Linked DNA regions of Sus scrofa: region 1 is linked to region 2. Evidence: chromatin contacts called from public HiChIP or PLAC-seq data. All regions are on one chromosome and are shown on one strand. Each heading gives the region's core, a stretch centred on a gene start, on an enhancer-like site or on the middle of the called end of the contact. The rest is flanking DNA. Distances are from core to core; before and after follow the strand shown. Region 1 overlaps SNX30 (sorting nexin-30). Region 2 holds the start of SNX30 (sorting nexin-30).

What was found. HiChIP or PLAC-seq counts read pairs in DNA pulled down with a chosen protein or histone mark.
Region 1: an H3K27ac HiChIP or PLAC-seq map of skeletal muscle shows a contact between it and region 2, with 4 times the contacts expected there. The contact joins the enhancer-like site here to the promoter of SNX30 in region 2. A contact is called at or near these places in 2 of 5 promoter capture datasets (fetal liver and liver), 32 of 47 Hi-C or Micro-C datasets (adipose tissue, alveolar macrophages, blood and 16 more) and 2 of 2 datasets of contacts at active chromatin or transcription factors (alveolar macrophages and skeletal muscle).

What each region holds. Positions count from the first base shown.
Region 1 is chr1:253,499,522-253,502,221 of Sscrofa11.1, forward strand. The region is part of intron 3 of SNX30 (sorting nexin-30); the gene reads left to right. Among named protein-coding and RNA genes, the nearest start is that of SLC46A2, 70 kb to the right of the region's middle. Within about 2 kb of position 1,395, at least 9 of the 83 cell types and tissues checked have an H3K27ac peak or open chromatin away from gene starts, as enhancers often do. A contact at or near this core is called in adipose tissue and skeletal muscle, where this site is marked.
Region 2 is chr1:253,427,135-253,429,834 of Sscrofa11.1, forward strand. It overlaps SNX30 (sorting nexin-30), which reads left to right and starts at 1,327. Exons shown (of 9, transcript XM_003122081.6): 1 at 1,327-1,798. The coding sequence starts at 1,643.

The DNA of each region.
Region 1 (2,700 bases), core at 145-2,644, 72 kb after region 2:
CCCGTTTCTGTCACGGCTGTGATGTTGAATTTTTTTTAATGTGCTTGTTGGTCATTTGTTATCTTCCTTGGAGAAATATCTGTTCAGATCTTTTGCTGTTTAAGAATTGGCAAAATTGGCAGAATAATAAAAATTGTTTTGGTTATTGTTATAGTGGTTCTTCATATAATCGAGATACTAGTCCCTTCTCAGATACGTGATTTGCAAAAATTTCATCCCATTTAGTAGTCGCTTTATTTTCTTAATGGTATCCTGTGAAGTATAAAAGTTTTTAAATTTTGATGAAGTCCAATGTATCTTTTTATTTGCTTGTGCTTTTGGTGTTTTTAGCTAAGAAACCATCGCCTAATTGTAGATCACATAGGTTTATACCTATGCTGTCTTGTAAAATTTTTATAATTTTACCTCTTACATTTAGGTCTTTAATCCATTGAACTCATTTTTGAAATTGTTTTCATGTCTTTTAATCAGTGAGGCTGAATTATCTTCCTATGAATTAAACATTGGTATTTCTTTTATGAGTTGCCTCTTAATTTTTCTTATTGGTTTGTACACACTCCATATCTGCAAAGGAAGTTAACCCAGTTGAGAGTGTTTTCTCTCATGTTGTGGTTGATCTTCGTCTTGACTCCGTGAAAGATAACATCCCTTCCTTCCCGGCAAGTTTATTTTTCCCTTATAGTTTCTGGCTTTGAACCTCGTTTCTAACCTAGGATGTTAAAATTTTTTTTTCTGTATTTTCTTTTGTTACTTTAATGTCCTCATCTTTTATGCTTAAATCTAGGATTTATTCTGGCGTGAGATGGTAGGATCTGATTCTTTACAGAAGTGGTTCTGGGACAGCTCACCTTTATCCTAGTTTGTGTGTTAGGCTAGGTCGTGCATTAGATTTGTGCATTCTTGGGCTATTCTTTTTGGTTTGTTGATCTCTTTAGTATTATGTCCCTGTTACACTTTTGAATAAGCTTATAGATTATTTCCTGGTTGGGTAGATTCCCATCTCTGCACACACCTCCCAATATTTTTTGTATTCAGAGTTTTTTTCGGTGTATTGGCATGTTTTATTTTTTTAAGATGAACTTTAGAATCCTTTGAATCAGTTGGAAAATTAGGGGTTGGTGGTGGGTTCTTGCTCTTGGGGTTTCTTTGTGCCAGTTTTAAGTCAGCTGTGGTTAAAAATATGTGAGAATTCCGGAACTTTCAGAGTCTGCTGCTTCTGTTGGGAGCATGGAGATAAATTTCCCACTTTATTTGGGCTTCATTGGAGCCATGTGAAATTGTAGGTGAACGCCAGCCAGACTGTAGTTCTGGGGAGGCCCCTGCATTCTTTCCTTTGCTTCTCTCCCACTGGTGTCCTGAGACCTGCCCTGTTTCCAGCTCTTGTGGCTCTGAACTTGGCAGCTTCTGGGACTCCACCAGGGAAACCCAACCCCTTACTTCCTAAGCCGATTGTGGCTTTGCCTGAGTAGGATCACATGGTGTTGCAATAGATTTCTCTCTTTTTATGCAGCTTTTTTTTTTTTTTTTCCTCCTGGAACTTTAAAATCAGAAAGAAATAATCAGGTGTTCTTCACATGCCATCCTAAAACTCTTGAATTGTGCTGGATGCATATGTTTGTCATCTCATAATGGCAATTCACTTTGTTTTTCTGGATTATGTAACAGTTGGAGCCACCAGAGAGTCTTCACTGTGACATGGTTTTTAGTTTATTTTTTTTAATTATTTTTTTAAAACTTTCTGTTTTTAGTTTATTATTTTTTTTCTCAGAAGTTGGTTTTAACACTGCTTCATTTACTGGTGCACAACTAATTACACAGCTGATAGCTTTCATGACTCGATGGGCACAGATAGATTGTGGAGACGAAGTAAATACATTTATTAAGCTCTTTAGATTTTAATTTCACTTGGAAATTTAATGTTGGCTTCAGTTTTCATGAAGGGAGCTTTGCTGGAGGGGTGCATTTGTATTTACTGTGGACCCAGTTTTGTTCTGGGCAGTGGTAAACTCATAGGAATTAATAGGAAGAAGTTTGTAATGCAACAGTTGTTTTTCTTAACATGAGATAATCCGTAAAATGTCTAACTTTACTTTCTAGTGGGCTCTTTTTATTTTTGTCCTGTTAAGTATACATGCTTTTAGCTTACTCAGGAGGTAGGTTAATAAGCAGTGAATCATTGGTTGAACTTTCAAGTGCCTTGAATTTAATCAGGCTTGGTGATTGTTCTTAATTAGGACAAAGTGTTTTTTAAAATTTTATTATAAAATATAATTTATAGGTGTACAATGTAGAGGTTCACAATTTTTAAAGGCTATATTCCATTTATAGTTATTATAGAATACTGACTATATTCCTTTTATTGTACAGTATATCCTTTTAGCTTATTTTATACATAATAGTTTGTATCTCTTAATCCCCTCCCCCTATTTTGTCCCTCCCCCCTTTCCTCCCCCACTGGTAGCTGCTTGTTTGTTCTTTGTATCTATGAGTCTGTTTCTTTTTCTTGTTGTTGTTATATTGCTAGTTTGTTGTATTTTTTAGATTCTGCATCTAAGAGATATCATACGGTATTTTTCTCTGTCTTTCACTTATTTTGCTTAGCATAATACCCTCCAAGTGCATTCATGTTGTTGCAAATGGCAAATTTTTCTTTTACTCCTGATGTTCTTTTATTTTTGGTTGGGAGCAATATTTTCTGTT
Region 2 (2,700 bases), core at 77-2,576:
AGGATTTGTCACAATTGTAAGCAGCTCTTGAATATAAAAGTGTGAATTTTACTCAACTCCAAGAGGACCAGACATGGGCATTCCTGTGAGGTAGATGCCGCATTTAAATCTGTTTCCAGTGCCCCCTGGTCCTGTTCTCCACAACCAAGACAGACCCACATAGGGGAGAGAAAAGATGAGAACTCAAGCCTTGAGGCCAGATGACTTGCACTAGAGAAAACAAGGTAAGGTCTCTGAAGCTCCGTGAATCCCTGGGTGTTATTGTGTGTTAGCATAAACCCTCTGCATTCTCTTCCTGCTGAAGTATATAGAATGATGAGGTATTCTAGAAAAAAACAGCGCGGTGGAGACCACAGTCAATCCCAGCTTCAAGATTAGCCGGGTGAAAGTGGACGAACCCAGTGTTTGGCGACAGGGGCAAAGAAAAACGTGCTCCCTTCACAACGGGCCCCTCTACCCATTACTTTGTGAGTATCGACCTGTTCTTACAGCAGGTTGAGGACCTCTACAGACTTGGCCCTGAGCGCAGAAGCTGTGAAGCCAGGTAAGGTGGAAAAAGGAGGTAAACTTCAAAGAGCCAAGAGGCTTTGGCAATCTCCATTCTGCTGGCACATAAAAACCTCAGAATCCAGCCCAGCCAAAGGCCTGGAAAGGAAGCACAAAAGAATGAAAACTAACGGGAGCCTCGGTCAAGGTGTGAGTGTAAGGGTCATTGATCCTGGGTAGCACTCCCTGCCTTTATTTCTTGATGCTCACTCTTCTGAGGTTTAACCTTACATAAACCCGGGTGACCCGCAGATGCAAAACCACGGGGATCTTGCATCGGAAGAAACCCCACACGCCTCCTCGAATTCTCTTCCAGGTTCCTTGCCCGATGTTCTCGATCCCCTGGGAGCCTCATAATCTTTTTACGCCATTCTTATAATATGCGTCGTAATATCTTCCATTTTGGATTATTTTAGAGGCCAGAAGATCCCCACTCCCGTGCGTGTCCTAAAGCCCCCAGCTCCAAGCGCGGCTGCCTCTGGGTGCACCAGTGATCGCGGTGGAACGGAACAAGATCCTCCAACGTCTTTCTCCACCCCTGATTTCCGTTAAATATCCGCTCCGGGGGTCTGCGCGCAGCCTGCAAGGGCCGGCCTCCCGGAGGCGAGCCTGGACTCTCGGAGGACAGCGGCGGAGGGCTCCCGGCGCACTTCCTGCGGGACGGCGGCCGGGGGCGGAGCTGCCCGCCTCCCCCCTCCCCCGTGCCCCTCCCTCCGCCCTCCTCTCCCCGCCCCCGCCCCCTCCCAGAGCGGCCGGGCGCCGCGGGGGCGGGGCCGCGAGCGGGCTGGGCGGCGTGGCGGTGCGGGCTGGGCTGGCGCCGGGGCCAAGGTGCGAGCGGACCCGCCACGGGCTCGGGAGCAGAGTCGGGGCGCGCGGCGCGGAGCTGGGTAGCACAGTTCAGCCGACCCAGCGCGGGCAGACAGGAGCCCGCGGGTGGCGGCGGCGGCGGCGGCGGCGGCGGCTTCCAGACCGGTTGGTGCTGGGCCTCCGACCGAGCCGCGGCCGAGCGGGGCCTTGGCCCGGGCGCTGGGGGAGCCCGCGGCGGCGGGCAGCAGGAGGAAGCGGCGGCGGCGGCGAGTCCCGAGCGGTGCGCGCCATGTCGGGCAGGCCCCCCAAGGCCCTGCCGTCCACGGGGCCCCACTCCCTGCGCGACATGCCGCACCCGCTGGCCGGCTCCAGCAGCGAGGAGGCCGTGGGCGGCGACAGCACGCCCAGTCCGGACCTGCTGATGGCCCGCAGCTTCGGCGACAAGGTAGGGCACGTGGGACTGGGAATCGTTTCGCTCCCTAGGGAGACGAGATACCTGGAGCACCACTGGGCACGGGCCGCGCCCACCCTGGCGCTCCTTTCCGGGGGCAGGCGTGCCCTCGCCCCAGAGCCTTGGGAAAATTATCTCTCTGCCGCCCCCGCGGGGTCGCAGCCGCAGGGGGAGCGGACAGAAGGGACGGAATTGCCCGGCTGTGACTGGTCGGGAGCGCCAGTGACAGCTGGTGGGGAGGGGTCCCGCCTGGCGGTTGTGGCCGGAGGCGTGGGTGCAGTACTAGGTCCTAGGTCCTGGGATGGGGTCTCGGATCCTCCGGACACATCCCTGAAAGCTGAGCTACCGTGTCACTTGTAGCTCCTCCAGTTTGCTGGGATTGCCAAGAAGCAAGAGTTAATGGTTTTCCGTGGTCTCACTGCCAGAGGCGTCTTACCCTCGTTCTGTCTTGTGGGGAGTGAGATCTTTGTTTAGGTTTGCTGTGTGCCCTGAGGAGTCACCTGACTCAGACCCCAGCTGGCTGCGGGAGGAGCGAGGAGCGTATCCCTGTGGTTTCCTATTTGGAGCTCCATCCACCTCTGCCGATCTCCCACACTGTTTAGGGTTTGGCAGAGGCTGGTTTTGTGTTTGATGGAAAGAAAGGTCGCCCTTTGACCTTCTTTGTGTAGAGAGAGGCTCTTGGTTTTCCTTAGAGCAGCATGACCCTCCCGCTGCCTTGAGAGACAGCAGAGTCCGGTGAGGGGTAAGGGGCGGCGTCCCCCCTCCCCCCGCAGAGTTGCTAGTTCAGCTGTGACCAGGACTTGAGCTGTGATTGTATCAGCGCCACTGTTGCCACTTAGTCACTAATTGCAGGAATTAGAATTGTTCTCAACCCCTGTGATCACGCTTGTCCCGTC